Linked DNA regions of Salmo salar: region 2 is linked to region 1. The links are chromatin contacts, called in public Hi-C maps. All regions are on one chromosome and are shown on one strand. The core of a region is the stretch at or near the end of the contact, and the rest is flanking DNA. Distances in the headings are between cores, read along the strand shown. Region 1 holds the start of noc3l (NOC3-like DNA replication regulator). Region 2 has its middle 31 kb from the start of hecd2.

Region 1 (6,662 bases), core at 1,778-4,277:
GTTCTAACGCCTCCACCTGCGAATCCGAGGCCATCATTGTGCTTCCGTTGTGGGTGTGGTAGCGAAGCAACCTTTATTTGCATGCAATTAACATATATTAATATATGCATCACCATTTCTCCCGACAGTGGAAAAACTGCTCGGGCGCGCAGCATGAAACAGAGGCGTGCCTTCACATGCACTGTGCTGAACTATCGTCAGAGGTCCGACAAGGCGCACCGCGTAGTTTCAGACGGCACTCTATTCCAGCTCTTCCAAAGAGAAAGTGATGTATTTTTTGGGGGTTCGGTGCGGAGATGCAGGGTTGTTCGAACCCGGGCTTACGTTGGTGGTGGGGTCTGAGAGGATGTCCGATCCCAGACTAGCGATTCGTAGTTTCCTGTTGGTCAGCTTCTGTGTGCGGAGCTTCAGCTGCTCCTGAGGGGTCAGGGCCGGCCCAGCCACAGCCTCCTCCTCTGTGGAAACATACCAGCAACATCAGAGAGAAGCACCTCATCTACTGATCAGGACCGGGCTACCAATAGTTGGTCTAACAATACATTCTACACAGAGATGATGACTGACTCAAGTCAAAAAAGGGGTTCATGATGCTGGTACCGTTTTCAAATTGCTCCAAGCCAGTCGGGGCATCTCCTTCCTCCTCCTCAGCCTTTTTTGCTACAACTAAAAACAAGACAAAGCAATACAACTCAATTGTATCAATAGAGCTGTAAATTCGAAAACTTTTTAACAATATGACTTAGGTGGAAATGCAAACTTACAGGTGAAGATGTTCAGGGGTAACACATATTAATCATCCTACCAGGTTTCTCCATGCTCTGAGGGATGAGGCCTCTAATCTTGTCTTTGATTGGCAGGAGGTGAATGACCTCCTTTTCCTCTGTAAGCTGCATCTTTCTGGGCATCTTCTCATAACTCTCTGGCCCCTGCTGCTCCCCCTTGCGCTTTTTGGCATGCACTGGACCACTGCAGGTATTCAAGTAAGGTTAAGTGAGGAGAGTAGTTAAACATAGCTATACATTTCAACATGTGTGTTATGATCTACTTGTGATGGGATGTACATGAGATTGATAGAAAGATGGTACATAACTGATGGGGGGCTACAGTTACATAACGGATATCATTTGAGACGTTATATCACATAGCAATATTTTTGTGCTAGATGGCTGTACCTGCACCAAAATGGCAGTAGTTTTCCTTCATAGCTTGTTCTCCATCTTATTTTTAAGTAGGGCGGCAATTTGTTTTCTGCACTTTTATGTCCATGAGGGATAAACTCATTTTCTCATGGATCTCTCTTGTCCCTCTGCAGCAGACATATGGTGAGCAATCTCTTTGGAACATCCTATCGTAATAAAATCACAATATAGAATCGCAATACGTATAGATTCGTGAGAACCGCAATACATATTGTATCGGCATCTAAGTATCGTGATAATATCGTATCGCGAGGTCCCTGGCAATTCCCAGCCATAGAACATAACTGTAAAGAAATCCTGACTGGCAACATGGCCAGGATATTTTTCACATTTTTGACGGTATGAAGCTTGGTGGGAGAAAGGGGACTCACTCAAGTAGCGGAGTAAACTATAAACACGGATGTTACACATGGTGGACTGGCGTATTACATTTAACAAACTGGCGTATTACATTTAACAAACCAAACATTGAAATACCGTTACAGAAGGCAAGTACAACCCCAAAACCGGTCCGTCCATCAATACCGAAATATTAAAATACAGTATACCGCCCAGCCCTACAAAAATACTGTAAGGACTGTGTAATTACCTTGACGACAGGTCTCTGGTGAGGAAGGAGGCTTTCTGAGCCATTGCCTTGATCTGCTCCAGGTCATCTTCATCCATCATGTCCATTGGCAGGGACTCCACAAACTCCTCCTCCTCTTCATCCTCTGTAACAGACACCAGACAGGGACATGTAATTAACGCCACCAAACAGCACACACAAAAACAATAGATGATAATAACTTTATATCGGTTCCGTAATTATTTCGATGCCATAGTGTGGAACAGTGAATGAATTGTAAACCAAACTATATGTTACCGATTACAGTACAGACATCATTCAGCTTGAGTGCTAGATGTCAGGGCCTAGATGTTAAGCTATACTACTGTATGGGTGGGTCGTCATGCTGCACACACCTGGCCTCTTCTTGTAGCGCTCCAGAGGGAGGGGGGTCTTCAAGACAGCATCTTTGATAGCTGCCCGGAGCTTCTTCTGCTCCTTGCGGTGTTTCTTGTCGGTACTCTCTTTCTTGAACTGACGATTCTTTAGCTTGTTGTCAAGCTTCACATTACTTGTCTTCAGTAGCCTGCGAAAGCTCGGCTTCCTCTTCTTACTCCTTGGCTGTTGGTGAGAAAAGATCGTCAGTGCTTTGTATTCATAAGGACAACCTGGGTAATGATTTGGGGTTGCATAGTTACTAGCTAGTACAGCTAGACTATGGTATGAAATGAATGCATGTCAAGCAATGTGAATTCTTATATAAGCCAACAACACATGGCAGGTAGGTATAGCTAGGGTTCCTCTGGTAAAAACCACTGTCAAACTCAAGCATTGCAGACATAACTAGTTAGCTAATAGTTAGTGTAACGTTATTTGTATTTAGTTGAAGCAATGACGACAGGCTGTTTACAATAGCCCAATTTCTCGAAAATATGTGGATAACATAGTGTCCACTAAAATAATGGTGATTAACAGTAGTTGACAAAATGTTCCGCGTAAATTACAGCCATTGAGAGCTAACAAAATGAGTAAGTACATAGCTAGTTAGCTATACAGCTAAAACAATTCAGCTGGCAGCGTTACTATCTATCTAGCTATTACACGATGTACTTACCGGAGCCATCGTAAAATACTTATTTTAAAGACGGAGCGCTTGTCTAAGTCGATATCAAATAAGTAGCCTTAAGTGTATTATAATAATAGTTGGCTATAAACTGTAAAAACGTTCCCACACGTGTGTTTCTTTCCTATACCGGAAGTAATTTTGTTCTAAGTAAAAATGATGGAAGTGTGTTCTCCTCATAGATGAAAAAAATCGAATTCAAATAAATGCCACCTAGTGGTTGGGAAGACCTGTTTGCTTGGGTGCACCGGCAGTCAGCAAACACTGACTGTCTGGGAATAAATAGACAATATTTCAAATGCAATTATCATATCTTTGATTTATTCACATAATTCATAACTTCTGGTCTGATACAGTATCACAGAGGTACTCTTTAATTCATTTCAAATATATTTACAATTGTTCTAACTTAGTAGTATGAAAACTGTACAATAGAGAGCATAGAAAAAATGCAAAAGAAACAATATACAACTTTTTTTTTATATCCAATATATAAGATATGAAAAATGTCCTGTAGAACCATGAACTACAGCATTGATTAAAAAATATGTTGCATCTCAACATATAAGTGTTTGGTCAAATGTAAAGTAACAAAAAGATGTGAGCAACATCACAAACAATGTTTTAAAAGTGAATTATGTTTCATGAATAGGTGCTTTGAACAAGTGTCTCATTGCTCTTTCATTCACAACAATATAAGAGCTTCACTGTGGATTCATTCACACAAAAGCAAAACAGAAACCTCATGTGCCACACGTGTTCTCTTTTGCACTTTCTATGGGTCTTTCGGAAACAAGTGCTTACTGCTCACTGTAATGAAAACCTATTACTGTTAGTTTAAATGAGCAGAAACTATTCGATGACAAGCTTCAGAGACTTAAGAAATGGATGGGCTGTGTCACTGTTTTCATTTTGTTCTATGTTGTTATATTGGCTTGGTCCATTAAATCATATACTGTAAATCTATGCTTGGAGGTGCATTTTCATGGAATATCTTATGTTAGTGAGATAAAATCCACAGGTGTAACTAAGGGCCTCACTCAATCTAAGAAACTCCAGACCTTTGTGATGGGACTAGATAGATGTAATGAATTGGGTCTAACTTCAATACGTCATCATACAGTACCAGTCAAAAGTTTGGACACACCTACTCATTCTTGGGTTTTTCTTTATTTTTACTATTATTTTTAGAATAATAGCAAAGACATCAAAACTAGGAAATAACATATATGGAATTATGTAGTAACCAAAAAAGTGTTAAACAAATCAAAATGTATTTTACATTTGAGATTCTTCAAAGTAGCCACACTTGGCTTTGATGGCAGCTTTGCACACTCTTGGCATTCTCTCAACCAGCTTCATGCGGTAGTCACCTGGAATGCATTTCAATTAACAGGTGTGCCTTGACAAAAGTACATTTGTGGAATTTCTTTCCTTCTTAATGCGTTTGAGCCAATCAGTTGTGTTGTGACAATTTAGGGGTATACAGAAGATAGCCTTATTTGGCAAAAGACCAAGTACATATTATGGCAAGAACAGCTCAAATAAACAAAGAGAAACGACAGTACATCATTACTTTAAGATATGAAGGTCAGTCAATCTGGAAAATTACAAGAACTTTGAAAGTTTCTTCAAGTGTAGTCACAAAAACCATCAAGCGCTATCATGAAACTGGCTCTCATGAGGACCGCCACAGGAAAGGAAAACTCAGAGTTACCTCTGCTGCAGAGGATAAGTTCATTAGAGTTAACTGCACCTCAGATTGCAGCAAAAATAAATGCTTCAGAGTTCAAGTAACAGACACATCTCAACATCAACTGGTCAGAGGAGACTGCATGAATCAGGCCTTCATGGTTGAATTACTGCAAAGAAACCACTACTAAATGACACCAATAAGAAGAGACTTGCTTTGGCCAAGAAACACAAGCAATGGACATTATACCGGTGGAAATATGTCTTTTGGTCTAATGAGTCCAAATTTGAGATTTTTGGTCCCATCCGTTGTGTTTTTGTGAGACGCAGAGTAGATGAATGGATGATCTCCACGTGTAGTTCTGACCGTGAAGCATGGAGGAGGTGTGATGGTGCTTTGCTGGTGACACTGTCAATGATTTATTTAGAATTCAAGGCACACTTAACCAGTATGGCTACCACAGAATTCTGCAGCGATACGCCATACCGTCTGGTTTGCGCTTAGTGGGACTATCATTTGTTTTTCAACAGGACAATGACACAACACACCTCCAGGCTGTGTAAGCACTATTTGACCAAGAAGGAGAGTGATGGACTGCTGCATCAGATGACCTGGCCTCCACAATCCCCCGACCTCAACCCAATTGAAATGGTTTGGAATGAGTTGGACCGCAGAGTGAAGGAAAAGCAGTCAACAATTGCTCAGCATGTGTGGGAACCCCTTCAAGACTGTTGGAAAAGCATTCCAGGTGAAGCTGGTTGAGAGAATGCCAAGAGTGTGCAAAGCCGTCATCAAGACAAAGCATGGCTACTTTGAAGAATCTAAAATCTATTTTGATTTGTTTAACACTTTTTTGGTTACTACATGATTCCATGTGTGTTATTTCATAGTTTTGATGTCTTCACTATTATTCTAAAATAATAGTAAAAAAGAAAAACCCTTGAATGAGTCGGTCTGTCCAAACTTTTGACTGGTACTGTATATTCATGATATACTACCATAAATACTCTAAATTCAATCAAACTGCCAATGGTGTTCAAGGCCTCCATCTTCAAGTATGAAATTCTTTAAGGTCCATTTACCATGATCAATCTAAGGTGATCAAAGCCTCTCAATTAAAGAGAGGAACATGATCCTTCAAACGTTCCACTGCTGAATCATAAACTCTTAAGTGCTGGGTTGCAATTCCTGTCCATGTCCTTGTTGTCCTTCATCAACGCATGAAATACCTGGAGAGGAGAGAACAAATCTTAGCATAAAACTGCATCCGGTCATTCTTTTTAGGCAAACACAGTAAATAAATACCTGTAGGTGGTGCTGTGTAGCCTACATTTCCACACAAAAAAAGCAGACTATCATACAGGTTCTTTCCTATTTATTTCTGTAACTGACATACACCGAGTATCCAAAACATTAAGAACATCTGCTCTTCCCATGACATACTGTAGACTGATCCCTTATTGATGTCACTTGTTAAATCCACTTCAGTCAGTGTAAATGAAGGGGAGGAGACAGGTTCAATCATGATTTTTAAGCTTTGAGACAATTGAGACACGGATTGTGTATGTGTGCCATTCAGAGGGTGAATGGGCAAGACAAAAGATTTAAGTGCCTTTGAATGGGGTATGATAGTAGGTGCCAGGCGCACCGGTTTGTGTCAAGAACTGCAACGCTGCTGGGTTTTTCACGCTCAACAGTTTCCTGTGTGTATCAAGAATGGTCCACCACCCAAATTACATCCAGCCAACTTAACACAACTGTGGGAAGCATTGGAGTCAACATGGGCCAGCATTCCTGTGCTTTTGACACCTTGTAGAGTCCGTGCCCCAATGAATTGAGGCTGTTCTGAGGGCAAAAGGGAAGGTGTTCCTAATGTTTTGTGTACGCAATGTACATTCATTCACCTGTAGGTGGTGTAGTATATGAATTGTAGGACTCAACAAGTGTGAATCTATGATAAAGATGTCTTCCATATAGCAGTGGCTGAGTGATGTGTAATTTCTAAACTGCTACTGGCCACACAAATGGCACACGTGATGGACGGGCAGACCAGGGACTGGACATAACTACAGGCTATTTTTGAGGAATTTTGGGAGCATG
Region 2 (6,706 bases), core at 1,544-4,043, 140 kb after region 1:
CTAGGCGGCAAAGGTCCAGATGTACATTGCCATTTATCAGTGTATTAATAAACCCCTACCCCAACTCAGGCACTGTCCACGACAAACACACACCTCTTGTTGGTGGAGAGAAATGTTGCAGTTTTAAAGCAAATTTTCTGCAATTCTACACATTTTACCATAGGGTGGAAAGAAAATGTTTGTTTTAAAACTTATTTCCTGCAATTCTTAACATTTTTGCATGTCTTAATTGTGCATATGTCACCTTCGTTCCATATTGACGCTGTTCTGGGTCCAGATATGGACCATGGTTTGCCTATTAAGGATGGTTGAGGTAGTACAGGTAACTGCCAAAATAATGGAAACACTTCAGTAAATGAGTGAAACAAAAGCAGTGCAGTTTGGTTGGGTCGTGTTTCGGAGGACGCATGGCTCTCGACCATCGCCTCTCCCGAGTCCGTACGGGATTTTCAGCGATGAGACAAGAGTGTAACTACTAATTGGATACCACAAAATTGGGGAGAAAAAGGGGTAAAAAAACCCATATAAACCAGGCAAAAAAAGAGACGTCCTCTCATTTATTTTCAGCAAACTTAACATTTGTAAATATTTGTATGAACATAACAAGATTCAACAACTGAGGCATAAACTGAACAAGTTCCACAGACATGTGACTAACAGAAATTGAATAATGTGTCCCTGAACAAAGCGGGGGTTAAAATCAAAAATAACAGTCAGTAACTGGTGTGGCCACCAGCTGCATTAAGTACTGCAGTGCATCTCCTCCTCATGGACTGCACCAGATTTGCCAGTTCTTGCTGTGAGATTTTACCCCACTCTTCCACCAAGGCACATGCAAAGTTTCCGGACATTTATGGGGGAAATGGCCCTAGTCCTCACCCTACGATCCAACAGGTCCCAGACGTGCTCAATGAGATTGAGATCCGGGCTCTTCGCTGGCCATGGCAGAACACTGACATTCTTGTCTTGCAGGAAATCACACACAGAATGAGCAGTATGGCTGGTGGCATTGTCATGCTGGAGGGTCATGACAAGATGAGCCTGCAGGAAGGGTACGGCATGAGGGAAGATGTCTTCCCTGTAACGCACAGCATTGAGATTGCCTGCAATGACAACAAGCTCAGTCCGATGATGCTGTGACACACCGCCCCAGACCATGACGGACCCTCCACCTCCAAATCGATCCCGCTCCAGAGTACAGGCCTCGGTGTAACGCTCATTCCTTCGACGATAAACACGAATCCGACCACGAATCACCCCTGGTGAGACAAAACCGCGACTCGTCAGTGAAGAGCACTTTTTGCCAGTCTAGCGATGGTGGGTTTGTGCCCACAGATCGACGTTGTTGCTGGTGATTTCTGGTGAGGACCTGCCTTACAACAGGCCTACAAGCCCTCAGTCCAACTTCTCTCAGCCTATTGCGGACTGCCTGAGCACTGATGGAGGGATTGTGCCTTCCTGGTGTAACTCGGGCAGTTGTTGTTGCCATCCTATACCTGTCCCGCAGGTGTGATGTTCGGACGTACCGATCCTGTTGTTGTTACACGTGGTCTGCCACTGCGAGGACGATCAGCTGTCCGTCATGTCTCCCTATAGCGCTGTCTTGGGCGTCTCACAGTACGGACATTGCAATTTATTTCCCTGGCCACATCTGCAGTCCTCATGCCTCCTTGCAGCATGCCTAAGGCACGTTCAAGCAGATGAGCAGGGACCCTCGGCATTTTTATTTAGGTGTTTTTCAGAGTCAGTAGAAAGGCCTCTTTAGCGTCCTAAGTTTTCATAACTGTGACCTTAATTGCCTACTGTCTGTAAACTGTTAGTGTCTTAACGACCGTTCCAAGGGTGCATGTTCATTAATTGTTTATGGTTCATTGAACAAGCAGCATGGGAAACAGTGTTTTAACCCTTTACAATGAAGATCTGTGAAGTTATTTGGATTTTTACGAATTATTTTTGAAAGACAGGGTCCTGAAAAAGGGATGTTTATTTTTTTGCTGAGCCATATGCCATGGCCGATGTAAGCCATATGTCATGCCCGTCTCAGTCACCAGATCTCATCCCAATTGAACACTTATGGAAGATTCTGGAGGGGCACCTGAGACAGCGTTTTCCACCACCATCAACAAAAAACCAAATGATGGAATTTCTCATGGAAGAATGGTGTCTCATCCTTCCAATAGAGTTCCAAACCCTTGTAGAATTACATTTTACATTTTTACATTTTAGTCATTTAGCAGACGCTCTTATCCAGAGCGACTTACAGTAGTGAATGCATACATTTCATACATTTATTATTATTTTATTTTTTTTGTACTAATCTATTCCAAGGTGCAGTGAAGCTTTTCTGGCTCGTGGTGGCCCAATGCCCTATTAAGACACCTTATGGTGGTGTTTCCTTTATTTTGGCAGTTACCTGTATTTCACTCCTTGTTAGTTACACAGTACGCTGATAGGTTTCTGTCAGCAGATCAGTGAGGATACTCACAGGGCTCACAGAGCCTAGCAACAGTTAAATAACTATTGGGAAACCAACTGACAACGACCAGAGTGATCCAGATCCTCTCATGTTAAACCATGCAAATCTAACCCTAAAGCTGGGCTGGTTCTGCATGAATACAGCAGATTTGTGGTCTGTCTGATTGATATTCATGGTGGACGTCAACCCTGCCACTGTGGTTCCCTACGTACTCTTTAAATAGGCCACTCATACGAGCCTCCCCCTTTTGGCCCAATGAGCCCTGGTCACTAAGTGGAGACAGAGCACACACACACACACAAACACCCCCGTTAGGAGGCCTGTGCCAAGAGAGGGGGTGGGGAGCCTCTGTGAACAGGCAGCGAGGAACAGTAGACTCACTCACACACATGCACGCACTCACAGTTGAGCTTCCAATCCTGCACTCCTCGTTGCCTCTCCGGGCCTCATGATCACGATGCTGCCTAATCAGAAAGCGTTCTATAGGAGTTGACTAAACTATTGACTTCTGACACTTCAAACAGGACCAGCTGGCACTGAAATGATGTCCTCTGAATTCTCTGTGATAGTGATATACTTTATCCAAAAACCTATAATGACAGTTGGAATTCATAACGTTTTTCTACAGTTGGTCACACCAATTAGAATTAATTTATTCCCTTTGATAGTAAAAGTCTTGATATTCTTACCAACAAAGCGTCGGAGGCACACACACTGTGGAAGCCATAGAAGAAGGCAGCAAACTGCCTGTAAATGGACTTATTCAGCAGGAAATCTACGTACAGCTGGACATACTCTGCAAAGACAAGAATAATCAAACAATCATTCAACTATGAGAGAACAAACAAATGCCACATAGTCTGAAAGGCACTGTTAGATATCACATGCTACTGCAGGACAGTTGTCTTTCCTCTGGTGTTTGGCAGTCTGTCTACTCCTCACTTACCCTTCCTGTTCTGGTTGGTAACAGGAATCTTATCTCCTCCTGGTTTCAGATTGTAGGACTTGATCACACCTAGTTCTTCCTGCGACACCTAAAATGATCATCACATTAGTGGAGTGCTTCCCTTGTGCTGTAACAGTATTGATTATTGTGAAGTCAAAGACATTATGTTTCACAGGTGTTATTGTGAACAAGAATGAATGTGTTTTCCCAACCTGAAAGGTTGTGCAGAAGTCCTCCTCCACGTTGCCTTCATAGCTGAGAAGTTCTGCCAGCCCATGAGCAAGATCCTGAAACACAAGACTAAATCTATAAGCAATGCTTTTTATATACAGCACCAGTCAAAAGTTTGGACAAACCTACTCATTCCAGGGTTTTCTTTATTTTTACTATTTTCTACATTGTAGAATAATATTGAAGACATCAAAACTATGAAATAACACATATGGAATCATGTAGTAACCAAAAAAAGTATTGTTAAAAGTTAATTTGTGGATTTTTTTGGAGCCAATCAGTTGTGTTGTGACAAGGTAGGGTTGGTATACAGAAGATAGCCCTATTTGGTAAAAGACCAAGTCCATATTATGGCAAGAACAGCTCAAATAAGCAAAGAGAAATGACAGTCCATCTACTTTAAGACATGAAGGTCAGTCAATCCGGAACATTTCAAGAGCTTTGAACGTTTCTTCAAGTGCAGTCGCAAAAACCATCAAGTGCTATGATGAAACTGGCTCGCATGAGGTACACCACAGGAAAGGAAGACCCAGAGTTATCTCTGCTGCAGAGGATAAGTTCATTAGTTATCAGCCTCAGAAATTGCAGCCCAAATAAATGCTTCACAGAGTTCACGTAACAGACACATCTCAACATCAACTGTTCAAAGGGGACTGCGTGAATCAGGTCTTCATGGTCGAATTGTTGCAAATAAACCACTACTAAAGGACTGCAATAAAAAGAAGAGACTTGCTTGGGCCAAGAAACACAAGCAATAGACATTAGGTCGGTAGAAATCTGAGACCAAATGAGACGCAGAGTAGGTGTTTCCCACTCTGAGGAATGGAATAGGAGGTGTTATGGTGTGGGGGTGCTTTGCTGGTGACACTGTCTGTGATTTATTTAGAATACAAGGCACACTTAACCAACATGACTACCACAGCATTCTGCAGCAATACGCCATCCCATCTGGTTTGTGCTTAGTGGGACTATAATTTGTTTTTCAACAGGACAATTACACAATACACCTCCAGGCTGTGTAAGGGCTATTTGACCAAGAAGGACAGTGATGGAGTGCTGCATCAGATGACCTGGCCCCCACAATCACCCGACCTCAATCCAATTGAGATCGTTTGGAATGAGTTTGACCGCAGAGTGAAGGAAAAGCAGCCAACAAGATGTCAGCATATGTGGGAACTCCTTCAAGACTGTTGGAAAAGCATTCCAGATGAAGCTGGTTGAAAAAATGCCATGAGTGTGCAAAGCTGTCTTCAAGGCAACGGGTGGCTATTTTGAAGAATCTAAAATCTATTTTGATTTGTTTAACACTTCTTTGGTTACTACATGATTCCATATGTGTTATTTCATAGTTTTGATGTCGTCACTATTATTCTACAATGTAAAAAATAGTACAAATAAAGAAAAACCCTTGAATGAGTAGGTTTGTCCAAACTTTTGACTGGTACTGTAGATTGCAACCAGTCTTTATGAAGTATATGTCTCCTTTAAATCTGTGAAGGACTAATAGAAAAAAACCTAAGAGGAAAACAAATTGCCATTTGAAAGTTGCCACGGTGGGAACGTCTGCCCTATGCAGCACAGTACACTATGTTCATAGAACGTTTCATGGAGGAAAATCTGACTTCATTTTATTATTGATATCTAATGACTGAATTTCCTTTACTGAATTACTGTAATGGCATTGTAAGACAAAACAACAAGAAAATCATGTAAAGCCTTTCCCACTACACAATCTATAAAACGTATTGAGGAAACAAAATAACCATTGTATGCTGTATGTATTTTACATGACATCACTGCGATTATGCTTTTCCAATCCACACCTCATAAAATGAAGTACATTTTACAATGCAAAATCATTTGAAGAACAATTGCATGTGTTTGACGTCAGTGCTGGGCACTATTAGCATGTCTTTTTAAAGAACTTGCAGTAGTTTTTTCCCTGTCCTCCACCAATTTAGGAAAAAGTATTCAACAGGGAGCAAATAAACGCCCAGAGGCCGTTATGTAAGCAAAGAGAAGGCCAGCTGCCCAGTAAAAAAACAACATCTGGCCTCAGCAAGGCTGACTCGACAAAACGCAGCGCAATGAGATGCATACTGCATAAAAAGCTATACAATTACACCAAAAGCAGGTAAATACTAGTCTTAGTGACAGTAATGCATTGTATGTGCATACAACATTTTTATATGATTACTATAGATTTGGTTTGTTCTTTTGAGTTTGTGGAGTTCAAACATGCAAGCGGTGATGCGCAAAAGTTGGGCTTGACAGCCCTCTGCTGGTGAATATTGGAAAATGTCAAGGCTTCAATCACTGACTAGCGAATGAAAAATCAACATATTATGAGGAACTACAGGATTATATAAGGAAATATTATAACAACAAAGCATAACTTTGATGGCAATTGCAGAATATTAATTTGGGAGTTCATCAAAAAATCTAAAGAGAAGCATGTCATGCCACGTGAACTGTATCTCTCCTCTCCATCTCTCCTCCTAGACAGCTAACAAACTACAGCTAGCCTGGCATCCTTGAATCTTCCTGTTCAATAAAAAAAAGCTGCCATCACCAGGAGATCTTAATCAGCAGTGTTGGGCTCCTGTGTGTGACATCTATGGCAGCTTTTACCGGGGTGTGAGGTGATGATGGTTGTATCGGCACCTCTGAGACCTGGCTGCAGCTCAGTCTCATCTCACCTTGGCTGCAGCCATACTGTTATAACAAGACTGGTGGCAGGGTGAGACTCTGGGACTGTATGGAATGTGAGCCTGGTTGATTATTTCACACGCCTGTGATGCACGAGCATTTCCTTAGACCCCTTGACTCACATCATTACAAATACATTATTTATGCATATTGCATGTATTCCTGTACATTTAGCTATAAGTAGGAACAATGCCATATTGCAGTTAATTCTAACACAGTCTTTTTAACTAACACAGTCTATATAACATCTTAGTCTAGCAACCATACATCCCCCACTAGGCACAGACATCAATTCAACGTCTATTCCATGTTGGTTTAACGTCACTTCATTGAAACGACGTAGA

What was found. Hi-C and Micro-C count contacts between places; a contact is called where the count stands out from the background.
Region 2: a Hi-C map of muscle shows a contact between it and region 1, with 2.9 times the contacts expected there. The contact joins the enhancer-like site here to the promoter of noc3l in region 1. A contact is called at or near these places in 2 of 3 Hi-C or Micro-C datasets (gill and muscle).

The regions. Positions count from the first base shown.
Region 1 is chrssa28:6,570,079-6,576,740 of Ssal_v3.1, forward strand. noc3l (NOC3-like DNA replication regulator) reads right to left here and starts at 3,028. Exons shown (of 20, transcript XM_014179263.2): 1 at 2,861-3,028; 2 at 2,163-2,367; 3 at 1,789-1,912; 4 at 803-966; 5 at 598-663; 6 at 325-455. The coding sequence starts at 2,869. It overlaps LOC106589376 (TBC1 domain family member 12), which reads right to left. Exons shown (of 13, transcript XM_014179265.2): 13 at 5,436-5,791. The coding sequence ends at 5,720.
Region 2 is chrssa28:6,711,153-6,717,858 of Ssal_v3.1, forward strand. It overlaps a transcript of hecd2 not described here. Among protein-coding and RNA genes, the nearest start is that of hecd2, 31 kb to the right of the region's middle. Within about 2 kb of position 2,794, at least 3 of the 13 cell types and tissues checked have an H3K27ac peak or open chromatin away from gene starts, as enhancers often do. A contact at or near this core is called in muscle, where this site is marked.